Regions from separate parts of the Mus musculus genome. Here regions 1, 2, 3, 4, 6 and 7 are each linked to region 5. A link is a contact called in public HiChIP or PLAC-seq, Micro-C and promoter capture Hi-C data. All regions are on one chromosome and are shown on one strand. Each heading gives the region's core, a stretch centred on a gene start, on an enhancer-like site or on the middle of the called end of the contact. The rest is flanking DNA. Distances are from core to core; before and after follow the strand shown.

Evidence for each region. Promoter capture Hi-C pulls out the DNA fragments that hold promoters and counts their contacts. Hi-C and Micro-C count contacts between places; a contact is called where the count stands out from the background. HiChIP or PLAC-seq counts read pairs in DNA pulled down with a chosen protein or histone mark.
Region 1: a contact with region 5 is called in a promoter capture Hi-C map of embryonic stem cells, with 2.1 times the contacts expected there. The contact joins the enhancer-like site here to the promoter of Palm3 in region 5. A contact is called at or near these places in 4 of 39 promoter capture datasets (the 3T3-L1 cell line, embryonic stem cells, hippocampal neurons and 1 more), 1 of 15 datasets of contacts at CTCF or cohesin (embryonic stem cells), 2 of 484 Hi-C or Micro-C datasets (the G1E-ER4 cell line and the N1E-115 cell line), 5 of 115 datasets of contacts at active chromatin or transcription factors (embryonic stem cells, pancreatic cancer cells and stem cell-derived neural progenitor cells) and 2 of 9 other capture datasets (embryonic stem cells and macrophages).
Region 2: a contact with region 5 is called in a Micro-C map of embryonic stem cells, with 4 times the contacts expected there. The contact joins the promoter of Dnase2a here to the promoter of Palm3 in region 5. A contact is called at or near these places in 2 of 39 promoter capture datasets (cranial neural crest and second pharyngeal arch cranial neural crest) and 1 of 484 Hi-C or Micro-C datasets (embryonic stem cells).
Region 3: a contact with region 5 is called in an H3K4me3 HiChIP or PLAC-seq map of pro-B cells, with 5 times the contacts expected there. The contact joins the promoter of Gadd45gip1 here to the promoter of Palm3 in region 5. A contact is called at or near these places in 2 of 39 promoter capture datasets (cranial neural crest and embryonic stem cells), 1 of 484 Hi-C or Micro-C datasets (embryonic stem cells), 6 of 115 datasets of contacts at active chromatin or transcription factors (T-cell acute lymphoblastic leukemia, bone marrow-derived macrophages, embryonic stem cells and 3 more) and 3 of 9 other capture datasets (adipose tissue, embryonic stem cells and liver).
Region 4: a promoter capture Hi-C map of hippocampal neurons shows a contact between it and region 5, with 6 times the contacts expected there. The contact joins the enhancer-like site here to the promoter of Palm3 in region 5. A contact is called at or near these places in 14 of 39 promoter capture datasets (the 3T3-L1 cell line, the C10 cell line, the HPC-7 cell line and 8 more), 1 of 484 Hi-C or Micro-C datasets (cortical neurons), 3 of 115 datasets of contacts at active chromatin or transcription factors (embryonic basal ganglia and embryonic stem cells) and 1 of 9 other capture datasets (embryonic stem cells).
Region 6: a contact with region 5 is called in an H3K4me3 HiChIP or PLAC-seq map of embryonic limb bud, with 6 times the contacts expected there. The contact joins the promoter of Hook2 here to the promoter of Palm3 in region 5. A contact is called at or near these places in 1 of 39 promoter capture datasets (the 3T3-L1 cell line) and 2 of 115 datasets of contacts at active chromatin or transcription factors (embryonic limb bud and extraembryonic endoderm stem cells).
Region 7: an H3K27ac HiChIP or PLAC-seq map of embryonic stem cells shows a contact between it and region 5, with 3 times the contacts expected there. The contact joins the enhancer-like site here to the promoter of Palm3 in region 5. A contact is called at or near these places in 3 of 39 promoter capture datasets (embryonic stem cells, hippocampal neurons and liver), 2 of 484 Hi-C or Micro-C datasets (bone marrow-derived macrophages and embryonic stem cells), 7 of 115 datasets of contacts at active chromatin or transcription factors (embryonic midbrain, embryonic stem cells, extraembryonic endoderm stem cells and 2 more) and 2 of 9 other capture datasets (embryonic stem cells and macrophages).

The regions. Positions count from the first base shown.
Region 1 is chr8:84,600,234-84,602,933 of GRCm38.p6, reverse strand. It overlaps Cacna1a (calcium channel, voltage-dependent, P/Q type, alpha 1A subunit), which reads right to left. Exons shown (of 47, transcript NM_007578.3): 32 at 1,429-1,545; 33 at 1,113-1,178; 34 at 895-1,010. Among named protein-coding and RNA genes, the nearest start is that of Gm32854, 13 kb to the right of the region's middle. Within about 2 kb of position 1,318, at least 72 of the 459 cell types and tissues checked have an H3K27ac peak or open chromatin away from gene starts, as enhancers often do. A contact at or near this core is called in the N1E-115 cell line and embryonic stem cells, where this site is marked.
Region 2 is chr8:84,907,409-84,910,254 of GRCm38.p6, reverse strand. Dnase2a (deoxyribonuclease II alpha) reads right to left here and starts at 1,500. Exons shown (of 6, transcript NM_010062.4): 1 at 1,385-1,500; 2 at 1,093-1,270; 3 at 920-998; 4 at 565-729; 5 at 286-483. The coding sequence starts at 1,479.
Region 3 is chr8:84,830,871-84,833,681 of GRCm38.p6, reverse strand. It overlaps Gadd45gip1 (growth arrest and DNA-damage-inducible, gamma interacting protein 1), which reads right to left and starts at 1,400. Exons shown (of 2, transcript NM_183358.4): 1 at 1,042-1,400. The coding sequence starts at 1,391. It also overlaps a transcript of Dand5 not described here.
Region 4 is chr8:84,564,275-84,566,974 of GRCm38.p6, reverse strand. It overlaps Cacna1a (calcium channel, voltage-dependent, P/Q type, alpha 1A subunit), which reads right to left. Exons shown (of 47, transcript NM_007578.3): 20 at 582-1,027. Among named protein-coding and RNA genes, the nearest start is that of Gm32854, 23 kb to the left of the region's middle. Within about 2 kb of position 1,269, at least 9 of the 459 cell types and tissues checked have an H3K27ac peak or open chromatin away from gene starts, as enhancers often do.
Region 5 is chr8:84,020,086-84,022,785 of GRCm38.p6, reverse strand. It overlaps Palm3 (paralemmin 3), which reads right to left and starts at 1,312. Exons shown (of 7, transcript NM_028877.1): 1 at 1,258-1,312. The coding sequence starts at 1,298.
Region 6 is chr8:84,989,355-84,992,137 of GRCm38.p6, reverse strand. It overlaps Hook2 (hook microtubule tethering protein 2), which reads right to left and starts at 1,515. Exons shown (of 21, transcript NM_001372357.1): 1 at 1,386-1,515; 2 at 834-919; 3 at 689-761. The coding sequence starts at 1,430.
Region 7 is chr8:84,633,496-84,636,195 of GRCm38.p6, reverse strand. It overlaps Cacna1a (calcium channel, voltage-dependent, P/Q type, alpha 1A subunit), which reads right to left. Exons shown (of 47, transcript NM_007578.3): 42 at 2,645-2,700; 43 at 2,433-2,546; 44 at 612-647. Gm39212 (a long non-coding RNA gene) reads left to right here. Exons shown (of 3, transcript XR_003947427.1): 2 at 1-2,700. Among named protein-coding and RNA genes, the nearest start is that of Gm39212, 3.8 kb to the left of the region's middle. Within about 2 kb of position 1,300, at least 62 of the 459 cell types and tissues checked have an H3K27ac peak or open chromatin away from gene starts, as enhancers often do. A contact at or near this core is called in embryonic stem cells, where this site is marked.

The DNA.
Region 1 (2,700 bases), core at 69-2,568, 580 kb before region 5:
TTGTTTTTTTGAGGCAGGGTTTCTCTGTGTAACCCTGGCTGACCTGGAACTCAGAAATCCTCCTGCCTCTGCCTCCCAAGTGCTGGGATTAAAGGCATGCACCACCACTGCCCGGCAACCTTCCTCTTTCTATCTAGGGTGAAAATCTCACATTGCACTTGGGCCAGGTCAATCAAATGGTTAAGGGACTTTCTCTAGAAAGGTGGGCTTACCTTGGACCATGCTTAATCCATAACTTATTATAACAATGGCTTACTGCTATTAGAAACTTCAAATGGTCAATTAATGCTGGCAAAGCTGGGGAGGGAGTATAACAGAGTGGGGATTATAAGACACACTTTCCCCCCTTCTATTAAAAGTAGTTAGCCCAGCAAGAGCTTATGTTTTCTGATTTTTCCTTGTCCCCTTGCACCAACTGGCTAATCACATCAGCTTTTGAAGTGGCTGCCACCAATGGTATGAAATACAGTCAATATCTATGTCAGGGATAAAAGAGAGAAGCTACCTTGGCTAAATCATTTGAGTCTTATTGCGTGCTTTTTATGAAAAGAACTGTCTTGTTTTGTTAGTGTGTCCTTTGCGGGTCAGGGATTATTCTTTGTTTCTAGCATATGTAAGATGGTCTCAGAAGGACTCCCATCTCAAAAGCTGATCAGGAGGATTCAACTAGGTAACACCAGTGACATTCCTTCTAAGCTTGTACTCTGTCCCAGATCCTTGTCCTAAAGAAAGCACTGCTGGGAAGAAGGGACGGAGATTTGGGCAGTACTTAACTTCACCCCAACTGGAGAGTCAGAGGGATCATATTCTCAGGCAGAAGAGTAATGAACACACAGAATGAAGACAGGTCTGAACCCAACCTAAACGGAAGGACAATTCCCCCACGCCCCTCACCGGAAGAGAAGCATGAGCGCTTGGAAGAAGGTCCGGAAGTTATTGTGCTCCGTGATTTGGAATTCATCCTCGTCGCTGTCCTCGTCTTCCCCGTCAATGCCGATGTTGCCAAACACCTGCGGAGTTGGAGGGTGACCATGAGGGCAGTCACAGCCACCCTGGCTCCCTTTGACGCAGGATCCCTCCCGCAGCCCTGGTACCCACGGGTGCGGGGTCACCTGCATCCCGATGATGGCGTAGATGAAGAAGAGCATGGCGATCAGCAGACAGACATAAGGTAGGGCCTGGAGGGAAGGAAGGCAGTGAGAAAGGGCGCCACGCGACTTGCCCAGAGCCTTCTGAACTGGGTCAGGTGATCACGTGCCCCAGGCTACAGGGCTTCGGGACAGGGCCTTCAGAGCTCTGTAGACGCTGGGTGTAGACATCAGACGATTACAGAAGCACTTTCAGTGTGGTTTCCCCATTTTACCCGGAGCTAGGAGGTCTGTTCTGGCCCGGGACGGGCCGGCAGCAGTAGCGGCGGCTGTGTCTCACCTTGAAGGACTGCACGAAAGTCCAGAGGAGAATGCGGATGGTGTAACCCTGGCGGAGGAGTTTGATGAGTCTGGCAGCACGGAAGAGGCGGAGAAAGCTCAGGTTGATGAAGTTATTCTGAGGAGATGAGGAAGAAAGGTGACCTTCCACCCACCCTGAGGAGCTTAGAGTATTCAACACTCACAGAGGCCCCTACATGAAGCCAACCAATAGGAAAAAAGCAAGCCACACCCCAAATGAGGAGGGAGAGGAGAGAAAGCACCGTTAATGCAATGGAGCAGAGGGGAACTCAAAAAATAAATAAATAAAAAAGGAGTGAGGGAGAGGAGGGGGTTAGGGGAGGGAAGAGATATCAACTCAAAAGCTTAAGCCCACCCAGCCAGGCCCACTCACAAGTGGGGAAAAGGTGTGGGAAGGGGGAGGAAAAGAAAGGAACAGGGTCCAGGAGGAAATAACAAAAGAGCACAGAAAAGAAAATACATCCGAATCATCCAATCAGGAAAAAAATCGAGATGGTTTTTATTTCTCCCAACAACCAAATGCACTGAGACGATAGGACACAAGCGGGTCAAGTTGCAGAACCCAGCACAAGAGTACAAAGCACAGACACGGGCGGGGTGGGGGAAGGGCACCAGCACACGCAGGCCTAGGGGGCAAGTGCGGTTCCGAGGGCATGTTACGCTCGGGGCCAGAAATGCATCTGTCCTGGGACTCACCGGGCACCCTGCCCTGCCCTGCCCTGCCGAGCTGCCCACCCGCTCCTGCCCGCCCTGACCTCACCCCACGGCCCAGAGGAGCAGCGGCTGGAGCCAATGGGGAGAAGCGGAAGGGCATCTTTTCTTACCCCCTTGGCGAGCGGGAATGGGGAGGACGGGAGGGAGCTGGGGCTGTTCGGCTGCAGGGTGAGTCCTCGCTGCCCGCTGAGTCGGAGAAGATGCATTAGGGGCCCTTTTCCCCCCTCTCAGGGATGGCTTCTCAGCTTCTGGGGCTGGGTGGTGTCTCGGGACCAGGCCTGCGGGAAGCAGGAAGGTCTCAGCTCCCAGGGCGAGTGAGCTCTGATCAGCCCAGGGCCTACCAAGGGGCCGCTGCTGCGGGTGGGGAGATGAGGCTATTCTTGGCCCCTGGACTTCCCTAGGTGGGCCCTGCCTGTCCTCCAAACCCAGGTCTAGTCACTGCCTCTGGCCTCCCTCCCAGGCTGTTAGTGAAGAGAGACAGTGGCTGGAAACTGTGGGCAAGGCCCAGGACTCTCCAGGGGGGCATCAGCGGAGGTTG
Region 2 (2,846 bases), core at 251-2,750, 890 kb before region 5:
AAACAGGCTCAGGTTGTATTGTATATTACACATCCAGAAACCAACATTTGAACCTAGGTCTTGGCTGACTTCAAGCTTCCATCTCCGCCCCCACAGTGCTGAGGTCACAGATATGTATCACCCGCCCAACCCGTCTGCTGGCTGTTTACTGCTCATAGTTATTATTGTAATATGACTCCCAAAGACATCTGGGCTCTAAATGTGTTGCCCGCAGGCCTAGGGATACTAGGGACCCCCTTCTACAACGAAAGTGCCCTCCCCCCACCCCTCAACATCAAGGCTTACCATCTCCAAATTTTCCAAATTTGGCAAAGCTCTGGAAGGTGGCCCCAGCTTGGGAAGTGAGTATTACACTGCTATTCCAGGGCTCATGGAGGACATGTTGGTTCTTGATCACCGTCTCTAGGTCAGGTAATTTCTGAGCGAAGAAGCCTTCCAGCTTGTGGTCATAGACAAGGGGATAGGTGTAGGTTAGCTGCTTGCCTAGAAGACAAGGCGAGGGAGCCGTGTGAGACTGGTTCCTCAGAGGAGTTTGAGGCTTGGCTTCTCAGTGATTCAACTCACCAATCCTTGCAAACTGAGTGAACGGGAGGGACACACAGAGTAGGGTCTGGCCGAAGGTTTGAGCATTAGGAGGCCAGGTGTATGCACCAGAGGACGCAGGGGGTGGGAAGCGAGGCACACTGTGGACCAGCCAGAAGCCCCCTTCTTGGTCCAGGAGCAGGACACCTGAACCAGAAGGAAGAGGTCAAGCTAGCTCACCTGCAAGCAGGTACGGGGCCTCAGATGGCTGGGGTCTTAGAGCGGGAAACGGAGGCCAGTGACAGGGCAAATCCCCACCCTTCATCAGGCCAAAGGTTAGTAAGGGTAAAATTTACAATTCAGGGAGGCTCCACGACCACCAGTCCAAGCCTCTCACCCTTCGTATGCCCATGGCCGGTAGAGTCCCGAGCTGAGCTGGATTTAGGAGGTTGGTCGTTGTAGAGTAGAAAGGCCAGCTAGGAGAATGCACAGAGGCTATGTAACTACCCTCCCTTCCCCGCGAGACCCACCACAGTGTCCCGGCCCGGGTTCCGACGGCACTCAAGTCACCTGGCTGGAGTTCTTTCGGTACAATGGCTGCAAGCTGCGGCCCACGGCTCCCTCCGAGCTGTTGATGTACCCTACACCGTCTTGCCAACCGTCGGAGTTCTGGTCCATGTATTTATACGTCAGTCCCTTTGGAGTATCCCTAGACCCGCTGTGAGCCGGCAGCTTGTATACCACGAACCTGGAGGTCCGTGAAGACATGAGGTTGGGGGAGAGAAGGAATCTGAGGTTTTTTGGATTCCCGCGCCGGTCCCCAGGCAGTGTGCGGGGGACAGTCCCGCGACTACTTACTCACCAATCCACAGGCTGCCCGGAGTCCCCATAGCAGCTCAGGGCTTCGGCAGGGACCCACAGCAGCGCAGCCAGCAGCAGCGATCTCAGTGTTGCCATGAGGCGACAGCAATGGACTCTAAAAGACCCGGGGACAGCCGGGTCACGAGATTCAGATGAACTTCCCCTAAAAACCGAAGAGATCTGTGTCCCGGCTTCGCGAGGGTGGAGACGAAGCCCGCCAGGCCCAATACGGAGGCGGGGCTTCCTATGAAGTTGTCCCACAAGCGGACCCCGCCTCCTCCAATGTCCTCCCCGCCCCGTCCTCCCGCTTCTGGCCGACTCAGCTCCGGATAGGCTTCATCCGTGGACACGCCTCTCCCTTGGGCATTGGCTGTCACGTGACTTCTAAGGCGCTCCAAGTTCTGGGGCTTTTTTGTTTTGTTTTTTATTCAGGTTCTGAATTAGGAACAAATCTGTCTTTCTATTTCTTTTCCATTACTGCTCTACAACTCTTTTAACTTTTTGGATGGTCTTGCCTACATGTATGTTTGTGCATCACTTGTGTGCCTGGACCGGTCCAATTCTTTCCTTTCCCCCGTTCTGTTTTTTTAGACAGGATCTCATTATGTGCCCCTGGCTGGCCTGGAACTCCCTGATATCTGCCTGCCCCGGCCTCTGCTTCTGGAAGGCTTTTTAAAAGCATGCAGCAATTTGTTTTTAAAGATTTATTTATTTATTATATGTAAGTACACTGTAGTTGTCTTCAGATACACCAGAAGAGGGCATCAGATCTCATTACGGGTGGTTGTGAGCCACCATGTGGTTGCTGGGATTTGAACTTCAGACCTTCGGAAGAGCAGTCGGGTGCTCTTACCCACTGAGCCATCTCACCAGCCCGCATGCAGCAATTTTAAAGAATGCAGCAATTTTAAAGCTTGCAACAATGCAACAATTTTTCCTGGTCCCCTCCCCCCCCTTCTCTGACCTCTTAACACTGTGGCTTACCCTTGAACTCCTGATCTTCCTGTCTTTACCGTCCAAGTGTTCAAATCACAGGGGTGCTCATGCACGTCGTACGTACGTGTAAATGCACGAGCACATGGCACAGCATGCAAGTGGAGGACAGGACAGTGTGTGGGAGCTTCTCCTTTCACCAGATGGGATTTGGAGGTCAAACTCAGGGCAGCGAGCTTGAGAGCAAGCACCCTTAAAGGCTGAGTCATCTTATCGGCCCTTCTCTTTTTTTTAAGACAGGATCTCATTGTAGCTCAGGTTAGCCTGGAACTCTCAACTTTTGCTCAGCTTCCTGAAGGATGCTGGGATTATAAATATGAGCCAGTCTCCAGCTTTTACCTTTTTTTAAATGTGTATCTGTGTGTGTGTGCCTATGCCAGTTTGCATGTATCAGATGTAGGCTGTGCAGACACCCATAAGTGTTAGATCCCAGGAGTTGGAGTTACAGGTGCTGGGACCTGAATGCCATG
Region 3 (2,811 bases), core at 151-2,650, 810 kb before region 5:
GTCTGGTTTGCCTCCATTTTCTCCTCAAATCTGATCACATGTGCCTTCTTTTCTGACTTCTACCCCAGACTTCAGAGTCCATCACTGCTCTCAGGTCCCACTACCTAGCTACGGTGGCCACACAAGACAGGGTCTCACTACATAGACTAGGCTGGCTGGCCTCAAAACTCGGTGATCTAACCTGCCTGTCTCCAGAAGGCTGGGATTAAAGGTGTGCTCCACCAAGACCAGATTATTTGTGATAAAAGGTTTCACCTGGGCTGTTCTCTAATTGAGAATCATCATTCCCACTTCTCAACCTCAGGGCCTTTGCAACAGTTGCTCCCTCTACTGGGAACTCATGCCTTGAGATTTTTCCAGTAACAGTATCTGGTTATATGGGGATTTGCTTAAACATCACAAGAGCTAGCATGCACTTTTAACTGTGTTTGTCTTCCTTGGGGGGGGGGGGTTCCTCAGTCATCATCCGAATCCTCTGTCTGCTTTGTTCCCTGGTGTGTGGGTCCTTATATCCTTGCAGAGTAACTAGGGAAGTATATAGAGTTGAGGCTGGGACTGGTACAGGCCTGTAATAGCAGATATTCAGAAGGTAAAGACAGATGGATCCTAGATTCGAGGCCAGCCTGGGCAATAAAATGAGTTCTGGTTAATTGAGTCCTTGCTATTTAGAATAAAAGGGCAGGCTACTGATAAAGGAAGAGGACAAGTAAAAACAAACATTAAAACTGCAGTTGAGGCCGGGGGTGGTGGTGCACGCCTTTAATCCCAGCACTTGGGAGGCAGAGGCAGGCGGATTTCTGAGTTCGAGACCAGAGTGAGTTCCAGGATAGCCAGGGCTACACAGAAGAACCCTGTCTCGAAAAACCAAAAGAAAAAAAAAAAAACAAAAAACCAAAAACTGCAGTTGAATGACTACAAGGATGTCTGCTTTGCAGCAAAGTTAACATGTAATGTTTAAGCCCACGCCACAAGGGATCCGCGTGCCTACTACGGATGATTCCTGGTTTCGGGGCCCTGGGGTACGTGCCCCATCACACCCACCTGGCTTGGCGCCTTGCCTCCAAGGCCTGCTGCTGCAAGCGCAGCGACTCTTGCATGGTCGCTAAGCTCGGGTACCATTCTTGCTCCTCGGCCTCCAACTCGCGCAGCTGCTCTGGGGTGGGCCACAGGGAGGCCGGGGGCACCCCGGAGATGGCGCCATGTCGTCCGAACTGCTTGGCCACATAGCGGGGCGTTAGCTGCCATCGCGGGGTCAGCAGGTTCTCCGGGTCTGGCGAGTGGGGCCCGGGACGGCGGCGCGGGGGCGGGGGCGCACGGTAGCTGCGGGACCTGGGACCCAGAGCCACAGAGAGCCGCAGGAGATAGCCACTCCGCATTGCGAGCGCCGCCATCTTGGCTGTGGGTCCTCGCGGCAGCGGGGCTGGCTACGGCGCTGCCTGCGCGGCGGAAACACCGGGGGCCTCCGGCCGGGGAGCGGAGGAGCGCCGCGCTGCTTTAGTCCGTACGGCGCAGGTGAACGTTTAATGCGGGTGGGGCGGGGGGAGCAATTGTTTGTTAAGAGAATATTGTATGGCTGGTGGCTTACCTCTTTAATTCCAGCAATCAGGAGGCAGAGGCAGGAGGATCTCTATGAGTTCCAGGGCTGCCAAGACTACGTGTATCAAAAAAGAAAAAAAGAAAGGATTTCTGCAGTTTATTTATTGGGGGACGAAAGTGTTGAAGTGTTGGTGATTAAGTGGAGGTCAGAGGACAGCTTGGGGAAGTCGGTTTTCTCCTTCCACCAAGCAAGAGTTGTGGGAATAGAACTAAAATCATCTTGCCTGGTGGCAAATGCCTTTACCCTCCGAGCCTTCTTCCCGGCCATCATTTGGGATTTTGAAATAGGATATCATCCTGTAGCCAGGTCATCTTGGAACTTCTTGGCATAATTCAGGATGGCATCGATTTCTAAATCAGTCTCGCCTGTGCTAGGATGACCGGTAATGAGCCTGTTTAAAATAAGACTTAAAAGTGGCGTGCGTTGGCCGGGCGGTAGGGGCGCATGCCTTTAATTTCATAACTTGGAGGTAGAGACAGGCGGATCTTTGTGAGTTCAAGGTCAGCCTGGTGTACAGAGTGACTTCCAGAACAGCCAGGGCTGTTAAACAGAGAAACAACAACAACAAAAAGAAGAAAAGAAAAAAACTGGTGTGCCAGTATTATTTAAATTACTGTATTTGACATTTTGATTTTTAATTTTGAAATATTAATGCTTTAAATATGTCTGCTTTATTGTATATTTTATTTCCCTTCACATCTGTGCTTTTAAATTTCTCTAATATATTAAATATTTCTACTTTAATATTTAGGCTTATGTTACCTTTTAAATCTTTAAAAAGATTTAGTGTGTGTGTGTGTGCGCCTCATGTGTGGGTGCCAGTGGAAGCCAATGGAACCCTCTCAGACTGGCCTTACAAGCAATTGTCAAGGGACTTGAATACAAGAAACCAAATTCTTCAAGTCTTCTGGAAGACAGGAAATATTTTAAACTTTTCAGCCATTTCTCCAGCTCCATGGATTCTAACTTGTTTGGTCGTGTGTGTTTGTGTGTGTGTGTTGGTGTTGTTTGGTTTTTTTGAGTCTTGTTATGTAGTGCCAGCTGGCTGGCCTGGAATTCACTGTGGAACTTACAGGGTTCTGCCTCTGCCTTCCCAGTGCTGAAATTAAAGATCTGAGACCATCATGTGCAGTTTACCTTTTTTTTTTTTTTTTTTTTTTTTTTTTTTTTTGGTTTTTCGAGACAGTGTTTTTCTGTGTAGCCCTGGCTGTCTT
Region 4 (2,700 bases), core at 20-2,519, 540 kb before region 5:
GGGCCAGAGCCCCAGGTGATAGATAAGCGAGGTGGATCCGAACGGGCCACACTGGTGTGTGAGACTTCTGACTGCCAAGATTGAAGAGGTGCATGCAAACCTTCTGAAGTGTGTGCTGCAGTGATAACACCAGAAAACACAAACCTTCGGGATGGACAGACATCAGCGTTGTGTTTAACAACAGAGATGGGGTCTAGGCTGGCCTTAAATTCAGCATTTAGTTAAGGGTGGCCTTAAACTCGTGAACTTTCTGCTTCCGCCCACCTTAACTGAAGGTTGTCTGTGGTGCTGGAGTGTGTGCTAGGCAAATACTCTACCAGTTGAGCCAGACCCCACCCCTCCCACTCTTATTGAGCCACTGGACCGTTTACAGAAGATTCTTCGAGCTGTGTGGCATGTCTTGGACAGCAATGGTGGACCTAACCCTTCAAGCTGTCCCCAGACCCCCAGTTCCCATTTGTGGATTCCTCTCTCCACTGTGGCAGTTGGGCTCTGTGGAGGGAAGGCAGGGTGCAGAGAGCAGCCAGTGAGCACACACTACGGAGGAAAAGGTCCAGGCACGCCCTGGCGGGGCTCCTCACCTTGGACCACGGTGTGGTTGAGGGGCGGGCAGGCTGGGGGGATCTCCACCGCCATGTGCTCGGGTTTCCTGGCAGTCTTCGCTGAGTTGGGCTGGGTGCTGCTGGGGTTGGTGACGATAAGGCTGTTCTCGGGAGTCTTGGGGGGGCCGGGGTTGGACGGGTTGCCCGGATTGTTGGGCGTCCTGCGGCTGGCAGCGTTCTGGGGATTGGTGGCCAAGGCGGGACCAGGGTTGGTGCTGTTCCCGATTTTGGCGGGGCTGGGGGGAAGGCCGCTGTGGCCCAGGCTGTCGTGGGGACTGGCAGGTTCCCCGGTGGCCAGCTTGTTATTCTTCATGTTGTCAAGATCCTCAGCCAGCGGCAGGTCCTGGCGGCCCAGGTCCTGCTGGATTGGCCTGGTGGTGGACAAGTTGGGACCAGACACGGGGACCCCAGAGCCCTGGTTCTCTCTAAAGAGGGTCAAAGTGGAAGAATGTTAGGATTAGCAGGGCGGCTGCGACCTACCCAGCGCCACAGCACAGTGCAGGAACGGTATGTGGCAATACCCAGTTCTATTACCCACAAGGCTCCAAGCTTTGCCCACCCTGAAAAGAAAGGAAAATAACTATTTCCTGATTGTACACTTCACAGAGAGCTGCTCTTCTCCAGGCTGCCCAAGCAGCTATGAGCTCTTGAGATGAAAGGGAACACACTCCATGAACTCTTTGTAGTGCTGGGGAGGACCCAGGGCTCACTTACTCTGTGGGAGAATTCTAACACTGAGTCACACCCACTCCCCGCACTAAGGATTCTAGCTCACACCCCTGGTACTACTGGTTTTTTGTTGTTGTTGGCCCAACGTGCAGAGCCAATCATAAATTTTCAGTTTATCTCTCTCTCTCTCTCTCTCTCTCTCTCTCTCTCTCTCTCTCTCTCTCTCTCTCTCTCTCTCTCTTCCTCTCTCTCCATCAGTCATCTATCTAAAAATTATCTATCAATTATCTATCCATCTACCTATCAACCATCTATCTACCCACCAATCATCTATCGATTATTTATCTATCTATCCATCAGTCATCTAAATATCAATCAATAAACCAATCACCAATCAATCTATCACCTATCCATCAATCATCTATCAATCATCTATCTATCTATCTATCTATCTATCTATCTATCTATCTATCTATCTATCCATCTATTCATCAATCACCTATCATCCATCTATCAATCTATCTATCTTCAATCATCTACCTATCTAATCTATCATCTATCTATCCATCAATCATCTATCTACCTGTCTGTCTTTCTGTATATCATCTATCTATTTAGTTTCTCTGTGTAGTCCTGACTATCCTGGAACTTGCTTTGTACACCAGGATAGCTTCTAACCCAGAGATCTGCCTGCCTTTGCCTCATAAAAGTTAGGACCAAAGTCCTGCACTGCCACCACCTGGCTTGGTTTTGTTTGTTTGTTTGCTTTTTTTTTTTTTGAGACAGAGTCTTACAATATAGCTCTGACTAGCTATAGAACTGTCCTAGAACTCATTATGTAGACCAGGCTAGCCTCAGACTCACAGAGCTCCAACTGCCTCTGCCTTCCAAGTGCTGGGATCAAAGGTGTGTGCCACCATACCCAGTTCAAGTTCCAGTTAACTTTAATCCTTAAGTGTCTTCAAGGAAGATTCAAAAGTTGGGCCCTGTCCCACCATGCCTAGGAGAGGCAGCTGGCTGTGGCCCCACTTTCAGCTTCCATGATTTCTCCCTTGGGGTATACTCTGCTGAGACCAGGAGACTATCCTAGACCATCTGGAGGCAATCATTAGAGTAGCCCCCTTCACTGAACACTTTCCGCACCCTGAAGACTTCCTGCATTAACACAGCACCAGATGGATAAAAGGATCAGCTCCATTCAACAGAGCAGGAAACTGAGGCAGAGAGGAGAGGACATTTGTCTTACATGAACCAGCTTGGATGGGACTGATCTGGAATCTGGTCCTATCTAGAAACCTTTAACTTCAGCATCACTCAGCAAAGGAAACAAGCAGTGAACAATTTGGGGTGCATGGAGTGGAGGTGTTGAGGACTGTGTGAGGGGCCACACAAGCAGAGCAAGGCAGGAAACTCAGAACTGCAGCAACCC
Region 5 (2,700 bases), core at 63-2,562:
CACTCACAGAGGACACACACAACACATGTACTCACACACTTTCATACACACACACATACACTCATACACATACACATGCATGCACCCACACCTCTCATATGTACACACACACATTCACAGAAGACATACAAACATGCAACCACACACTCTTATATACACACAGTTACATCCACAGAACACACACATCTACCCACACACATTCACACTCACAGTTATCACTCTTCTACACATTCACTCACACACACACAAATGCATTCACACACACACACACACACACACACACACACAGCATGAGATTGTCTGAAGTCAGGAGGGTGAATGAGGACACGAAGGACTTCTCCCTCAGTGTTGGCAACACACAGTGCAGGGTTCAGGGGCTCTAAGGACCTTCATTTGGATACACATAGGAGGCCAGAGACCCTCCTAGAGGAGGGGATTTCGACTAGGGCAAGGGCTGAAGGTTGCCTGACAGATGTCCCTAGGGAAGTCTAGACTCCTGTTCATCACTCTGTCCTTGGGGGAGGGCTGAAGTCCCCCTCAGCTGTCCCACTCCTAAGATGCTATCTCCCTAACTCTTCCTTGGGGGGGGGGAGGATCGGGTTCCCATTGCTAAGCAACCAGGTTTGTACTTGGTGAATAATGCAATGGAGGGCACAGAGAGTAAAGGACAGAATTGGGGTCCATACTGGAGGGAAGCCCTCTTTCTAGAAGTTTCTATAATCTCTTGGAACCCCTCTACCCATCATTCCCTAACTAAGGGTGGATAATCCCATACTAGGCAAAAGCTGGCGACTGAACCAAACCTCTCTCACTTTGAAAGAGCCTCAGCTAAGGTGAACTCCCCACACGTCGCTCATCTCTTAACTCCAAGGTCGTGCCTCAGCCATAATCGAGTTGCTGCTGACAAGGAGCGGAGGGGTGGCCATTGTTGCCTAAGACTTTGCCAATCTTTGGAGGTTGGGGCGCGCCTTTCTCCCTGGAATCTCTAGCATTTCCTCGCTGCATTCTTGAGAGGGTTGGTGACCAGGATTACACTTGGATGCACATTCTTGGATCCTGACACCCTTTGTCCCCTAACTCTGCAGTAGGCCTAGCTCTCTAGAGGCTTGGCTCTGAATGGGTCCCAGGTTTGGCCACCACGTCCCCTCGTGCTCCCCTCGGCTCCTTAGAAAGGCCAACTGGGGCTCTTAGGCCAGGCCGGTGCCCCCTACCCCAGCCTTTCCACCCCGCCCTCCCGCCCCCACCCCAGACACTTACGTGGGTGTGGCCGGAGACAACACCGGGGTCTGCAGAGCCATCACTGCCCAGCAGAGGTGTGAGCCAAAGGCCCCAGACTGGGCCTTGGTTGATGGGAGGGGGCTGTGGGGCGGAGCAGGAGAGCAGGTCCAGCTGGTTTGGGCGGGAGGCGCGGCCCGGTTGGGGCTGGGGCAGTGCTGGGGAGCGCTATCAACTTCTCAGGATGAATTATTTACCAGCCTCCGGCCTCCACGCTGCGCTAGGCTGCCTCCCAGTTCATATACACGCAGCCACGCCGGTGCTCCAGCAGGTGGGGGACAGCAGCCAAGCACTGACCCGCGGCCGCTGGGGAACACGCGCCTGCGTTGGGCACTCACACAGGAAAGTTTTACTAAAAGCCCAGAGTCATTGGCTCTCCCTTCTAGGACCTTGGAGCATGCTGTAGGGAGAGCTCTCTGACCCGGCTTTCGGAGACCATGGCAACCAAGAAGCCCAGGATGTGGGTCACTGTGGACAATTTGCCTCAGGTTTCAAGGCTTCAGTTTGCCCCGCTGGGAAATGGGAGAATAACTTCAATTGGCCTGCAGGTCAGAAGACCCTGTTGTGCTATTTAATGTTTAAGGGTGGGGGTAGAAATAAACGATAGGGAAATGGCCTCCAATTCACTACCGAGGATGTCTTTCCTTTGAACTCTGTCATTACAGACCTCCACAACCAGACCAGGTTTGATCTTTGTCTTGAAAGAGATCAGCCCTTGTCTGTCTCAGCTAGGTGCTTCAGAGGACCTTGCTCTGAGCAAGGACCCCTTCCCCCACCACACCGAGTGGTAAACTTACCCACATCTAGGCCTCTCCTCTCCTGACCGCTTCAGGGCTCCATGGGCCACTTTTGGCACGTAAAGTTGAGTGTCTCTCCTGGAAGCACAGGCTCCACCATACTGGATTGGGGCTGTCCTCAAGGGCTGGAATGGCCTATGTTCCACAGTCTAGTACAGACTCTTAAGAATCTAAAGATTTGCCTGGCGGTGGTGGCGCATGCCTTTGATCCCAGCACTTAGGAGGCAGAGGTAGGTGGATTTCTGAGTTCCAGGCCAGCCTGGAATACAGAGTGAGTTCCAGGACAGTTAAGGCTATACAGAAAAACCCTGTCTCAACAAAAACAGAGCCAAATATATATACATATATATATGAAGGTTTGATTGAACCTGAATCAAGTAGGTCACCTGACTTGGAATCCCACTTCCAGGAAGGTTCAGGTAGGAGAATGGCAAGGTTAAGCCTCCCTTGGGTTACAAAGTGAGTTAAAAACCAGTCTAGGAAACTTAGTAATAAATTGTCTAGAACTAAGTGGGTGGGGAATGGGGTGTTGGACATGTGGTTTTGTGGTAGAGAGCTTGCTTGGCATACATAAGGCCCTAGATTCAATCCCTAGAACGGGGGCGGGGGAAGTTGAATTTAAGCTTCT
Region 6 (2,783 bases), core at 266-2,765, 970 kb before region 5:
TTGAGAGCTGTTTGATGTCTGTGCGTCCTCTCTGGAGAAGCAGTAAGTTCCTCTGGAAGAACAGTATCCATTTTTAACCACCAAGCCATTCTTCCAGCCCAGTTTTGTTTCTTGAAGCAGTGTGTCATGTGGCTCAGAATGAGTTCTAACTTACTGTGTAGCCACCCAAGATAACCTTGATGTCCTGATCCTCTGGCTTGCTAAGTACTGGGACTCCATGTGTGCCACATGGTCTGGCTACCCCTGCCCATCCCCCCTCCCACCCCCCACCCAGCATACCCTGCTACTTGGGATTGAACTCAGGACCTTGTGTAGGGTGAGCAAATTCTCTTTTGCCAACTATATCCCTGGCCTTTTAAAGGTTTTGAGACGGGATGATGGATGGTTTACCACCCTCCTGTATTAACACACCACCATAGCTGGGATTACAAGCATTTGCCAGCACACCTCTTGGAAGTTAACATGTGTTGTGTGTGTGCTTTTGCCCACATCATAAGAATGGTGGCAAGTTTTTTTGTCCTATTGTGGGTGCTCAATATAAACAAAAATAGCTTGCTGATCACCAGACATCTGGCTCTCTTCCTGACAAGACTGCCTGTCCATCGCACAGGACATGTATCTAGCTTTCCCTTTGCCTTCACCTCCTTAAGTCCTCTAGTTATTCCCTAGTCATGAGTCCACCTGTCACCTTCAACCTCCAGCTGGGGCTTGAGTCCTCTGAGATGCCCTGGAGCCATTCGTTGTTGAACCAGGAAGGGTCTCTAGGGGCAGAAAGATGGGATGAGCAGGCTGGGGAGCCCTTCAGGATCCTCCCACTCAGCCGCCACACTCACATCTGATTCAGCACATGGGCTATGGCGAGTCCGCTGCTCAGGTCCTGGGGACTGGCACAGGGGGGTGAAACTTGGAACGTCTGCAACTAAAGGGGGAAGACGGAAGGGCAACAGGAAAATTGAGGACCTGGAATTGCAGACTTTTTCCCCAGCCATCAGACATTTCACGGGGTTAGAAAGGCATTAGCCTGTAGCACCAACATATCACATCTTCGGGGGCGTGACTTCTACACGCCTAGGCAAGGACGGGGCGTGGCTTCATTTTACCTATCCTGGCAAACCCTGCAAACCTAGGTCAGGGCGTTACCACCAGTCACCTGGTCCCCACTGCTAACATGTGACCAGGCCTGTGCCCTCCAGAGGGGCGTGGCCTCACCTGGTCTTTTCGCTCAGGCCTGCCCACGTGACAGACGCAGGTGGTCAGGTCAGAGTCCAACGGCCCAGCAAGCCTACGATCTATTCCTCCTTCCAGGTCCAAAACCGAGGAAAGAAGACCAAGACAGGACGAGAGGAGAGGGCGCACACCTGACCCAGCCCCGCCCCCCGACCTACCCAGGTGAGCAGAGACCCGCATAGCTCGGCCTTGTCCACACTCATGGCTCCGGATCGAATTCGATCCGGGCCAAGGAGCCCCGGCACGCAGCAGCAGCCTCCGGGTCCGCCACCAGCGAGCGCCCGAAGCCCAGACCTCCCGCTCGGCCTAGAGCGCCGCCCCGCTCCACCCCGCCCCCTAGCCATAGGCTCCGCCCCAGACACGTGATCTCCCATTGCAAACACTTGCCTCGCCATCTTAGATGCGGGACATAGGCAAGTGCACATTCTGCCGCTAGGTGTCAGTCTGGCTCAGTCCTGCTGCTGGTGACCTCCACTCCTCGCGGCTTCTCTTTATGTAGTGGAGTGGTCCTCAAGATCCTTTTAAGGCGGATCTACCGCACCCAGTTTCACAGGCACTTTAATGGTTCCCCCCCAAAGCTGAAAGAAATCCTCCGGTTTAGCCGCGTTATGATCTGAGCCTTTCTTAATGTGGGCGCAGAGAATAATTATAAATCCTGTAGTCGTGGAGTGAGAGGATCTTAAAAGCGTCTTCCCCAGAGAAGTGATTCTGGCTGGAGTCCTTCTGAAAACTCGGGTATGGTTGGGAGCAGGAAGGGTCAAGTATGTCCTGAGTAAAGGACATAGCACTTGCCCAGCCCGGGGTCTCTTTCCTGCGAGCTACTCTGCTCCTTCCCGGCCCCGGGTGCTTTGAGCACCTTCCTGCCCTAAAAAACACTCGACCTGGCCAAAGCTGCGGGTGATCTGAAGCCCACCAGGGGGCGCGCAGAACGTAGGAACGCATCCTTCTGGGAAAAGGGTGCGTCCACCGGTTGAGCCGGTTTAGGGGAGCGCAGAGAGCTTAGAATTTTTTGACAATAAAGTCTCAAGACATCATTTGTGGAGTGCTTACTGTTTTCAGACTTTACAATAAGCTATATATCTACAGACAATTGAATGTTTTCCACGACCCTAGGAGACAAGGGCTACTTTAATTCCCAGGTTTTGTTTCTTAATTTTAGAAACTGTATTATTTAATTTTTTTATTTAATTTTTTTTTAATCCGCCGCTTTGCAAATGAGTAAACAGCGGCTACAAAGTACACGGGCTTTGACGCCAGGGGTAAAGCCCAGACCACGCCCTTTGACCCCTGGGTCCACTAGTAGCCCCTCCCCTCTCTGGCGGGTGGGGTAATGTGCTGTAATTAGAGGCTATTAAATGTGCCCAGAGGGAGGAGTGGAGCCGGCTCTGCTTTGGGGCGGGTTCAGTTCGGAGGGGGATAATGTTCTGCTTCCATCCAGGCAATGAGCCGGGATCCAGTCCAGCGACCCTGTCCTGGTTGGGTGAGCCCAGCGACATCAGCCACCCGCCCTCTATCTTACTAGAGTTGTTAATCTACTACAGACACTCGGTTGCAAC
Region 7 (2,700 bases), core at 51-2,550, 610 kb before region 5:
CAAGAAGCATACTCAGTTTGCAGAGTGCAGACCTGGGAGCCCTGCTTCTCCTTGGCCCAACTCTCTTGCCCCTCACGCCCATCCCCACCTCTGGTCCCTATCCCTCAGGCCCAGCTTGGCCTGCCCTAGCAGTGGAGGTGCTGGAGACCATTCTGAGTCTGCATTTACTGTCCCAGAATCCTTGCTCTTGCTCTGCCATGGACAGTCTTCAGGTCTCTCTGTAGCAGGCAGAAGAAGGAAGACAGGGCCAACTGGACCAGGCCTGCTCCAACTCTGATGTGCAGGACCCAGCCCAAGGCAGGAGCTAAGGGACCTGAGGCAGTAGGCCAGTGGTCACTGGTTGAACTGGAGGAACAGACCCGCAAGAAATGGGCAGGGTGGGCAGGTCGGCCTCTTGGAGGCTCTGAAGACGATGTGGGGTGCCGTGTGGCCCCTTGCACACACAGGACACAACACACAAGGAAGGGGCTCCTCCAACACACAAGGTGGGGCTAGGGTGGGATCTGGAACGAAAGGGTAGGGTGGAGGGTAGTGGGAGATGGTGGGAGCTGTCACAGACAGGGCAGGGAGGGAGAGGGGCTGGAGCCGAGCTGGCCGGGCGCGGTACATACACTGAGGTCATTTCCACGTGGCCGGCCCCTTCTCCTCTGTCCCAGCCCCACAGGATGGCGCACACAGAAAAAACAGAAAGAAGGAAATAAATATAAAAGGCAGAAAGGATGGTGAGTGGGTGGTCCATGCAGGAGGTGGAGGGTAGAGAGGTTAAAACTCGGTGTCAGTGGTGTCGGATGAGGGGGTGCTCCAGGACCCCGCTGGCTGTCCCCCACAACAGGCACAGAAGAGACAGGAGACAGACAGATGGCAGAGACACGAGACTGACAGATGGGACAGCAAGGCCACAGGCTCCTGGCCCATTTCATGCGATGCACTGCGGCCCAGCACCCCTCCCCCGCCTCGCCCCAGCTTCAGCTCAAAGCTTCCAGGTGGCCTTCAGCCCAGCTTGGCTCATCTCTGTTTTGGGACCAGCAGGCCAGGCCTGACAGAAGGGATGGGGCAGCTACATGCACCCCAAGGTCACAACAGCCAGAGGCCAGGCCCTTGGGCCATGATGACCCAGCCAGACACAGCGAATCTGCTACATAATGCAGGGCAAGCTGCCCCAGCCAGACATGCCTGCCCCCTCCCGCTGCCCCCCTCCTCCTGCCCTTTCTTCTTGTCCTCAGTAGCAGCCTGGGCTTTATCCCCATTCCCGATTGCATTGCGATTGCGCAGTAGCCAGGCATGCTTGTTTCTCTGTCCCCATGGGGATCTTGCCTTCCCTATAAGGGGCTGGAGTAGCTAAGAGAAGCAGCCACACTGAGACACACATACCATGTACACACCCAACCCCCCAACCCTCCCAGACATGTGACAGCCATCCCAGGAACACCCAGACTCTGCTTTGTGATTCTTCAGACATGCTCTATTCCTGAAGGCAGCAGGCCATGTGCGTGCACACGGACATGCCTGTTAACACTGGGAACACACGGATGCATGTGCATGTATGTATGTATTGCATGTAAGTGGTATGTGTGTGAAGTGCACCAGGTCCGCCCATGCTAAGCAGGGGGATACCATGAGCTCCACTCTCCAGCTGTGGAGTTAGGATTCTAGTTTTCTTTTTTTTTTTTAATTAGTTTATTATTTGTGTACATGTGTGTGAGTTTGTGCACCTGTGTGTAGGTGCTTGAGAAGGCGAGGAGAGGGCACTGGGTCCCTGGAGCTCTGGTTACAGGAGGCTGTGAACCGGCATGTGCTGGAATTCAGTCAGGTCTTCTGCAAGAGCAGCGCATGCTCTTACCCAGTGAGCCACTTCTCTAGCTACTAGTCAGGATTCTTTAGTTTTGTTTTGAGTCAGGATCTCACACAGTGAGAGGCTGGCCTCGAACTAGCTATAGAGCAGTGTCTGACTGTGAACTCCCAATCTTCCTGTTTCCACTTTCCAAGTGGCAGGATTATAGATGTAAGTCGTGTTGCTTGTTTGAGAGGTGATCCAGGTCTATAGCCTAAGCTGCCCTGGAATTCCTCTTTCCTCAGCCTCCTGGGTGTGTGAGACGCCTCATGCTGCTGAAGCAGGCATTCCCAAAGGCATCTCTCACCAGAGCTGGACCCACCCCTTCCGAGCCCACTCCGCCCCTTTGTGCTCTCAAATAGGGCAGACAGAAGCCATTTGGCACTGACTACCATGTGCCTCAAGGTGCTCCATCTCTCTCTGGCTTTTGTCAGAGAGCGGTTAGGAGGACCAGGCTCTGAAGGAGTCAGGAAAGGGTGGTCTCCACCCTAACCCACCCACGAAGCTACAGATGGTCCCACCCAGGCTGGGGTCCCCAAGGGAGAGGTATAAGATCCTCAGTAACTTGTGTGGGGCAGCCCAGAATCCTGCAAGCTCTCACCTGGTTCTCTGCTGGGAGGCGGGGCATGGAGGCGGCCCTGGTCTGGCCTTCCATGGGGAGGTAGTGTTCGCTGTCTGAGTAGCCATCAGTACCCATTTCTCGCATCTCCACAGACTGTCAGGCAGAGGGTGGGGTAGGGTGAGTCTGGAGCCTCTGTATGGGAGAACCCTTTCTGCCTGAACCACCCAGCCTGCGGTAGGGGGAAGCAGCACCTGGGAGTTGGGCTGGCTGTTAGGCATGTCGATGGGTGGCCCTCGCTCTGGGCTCC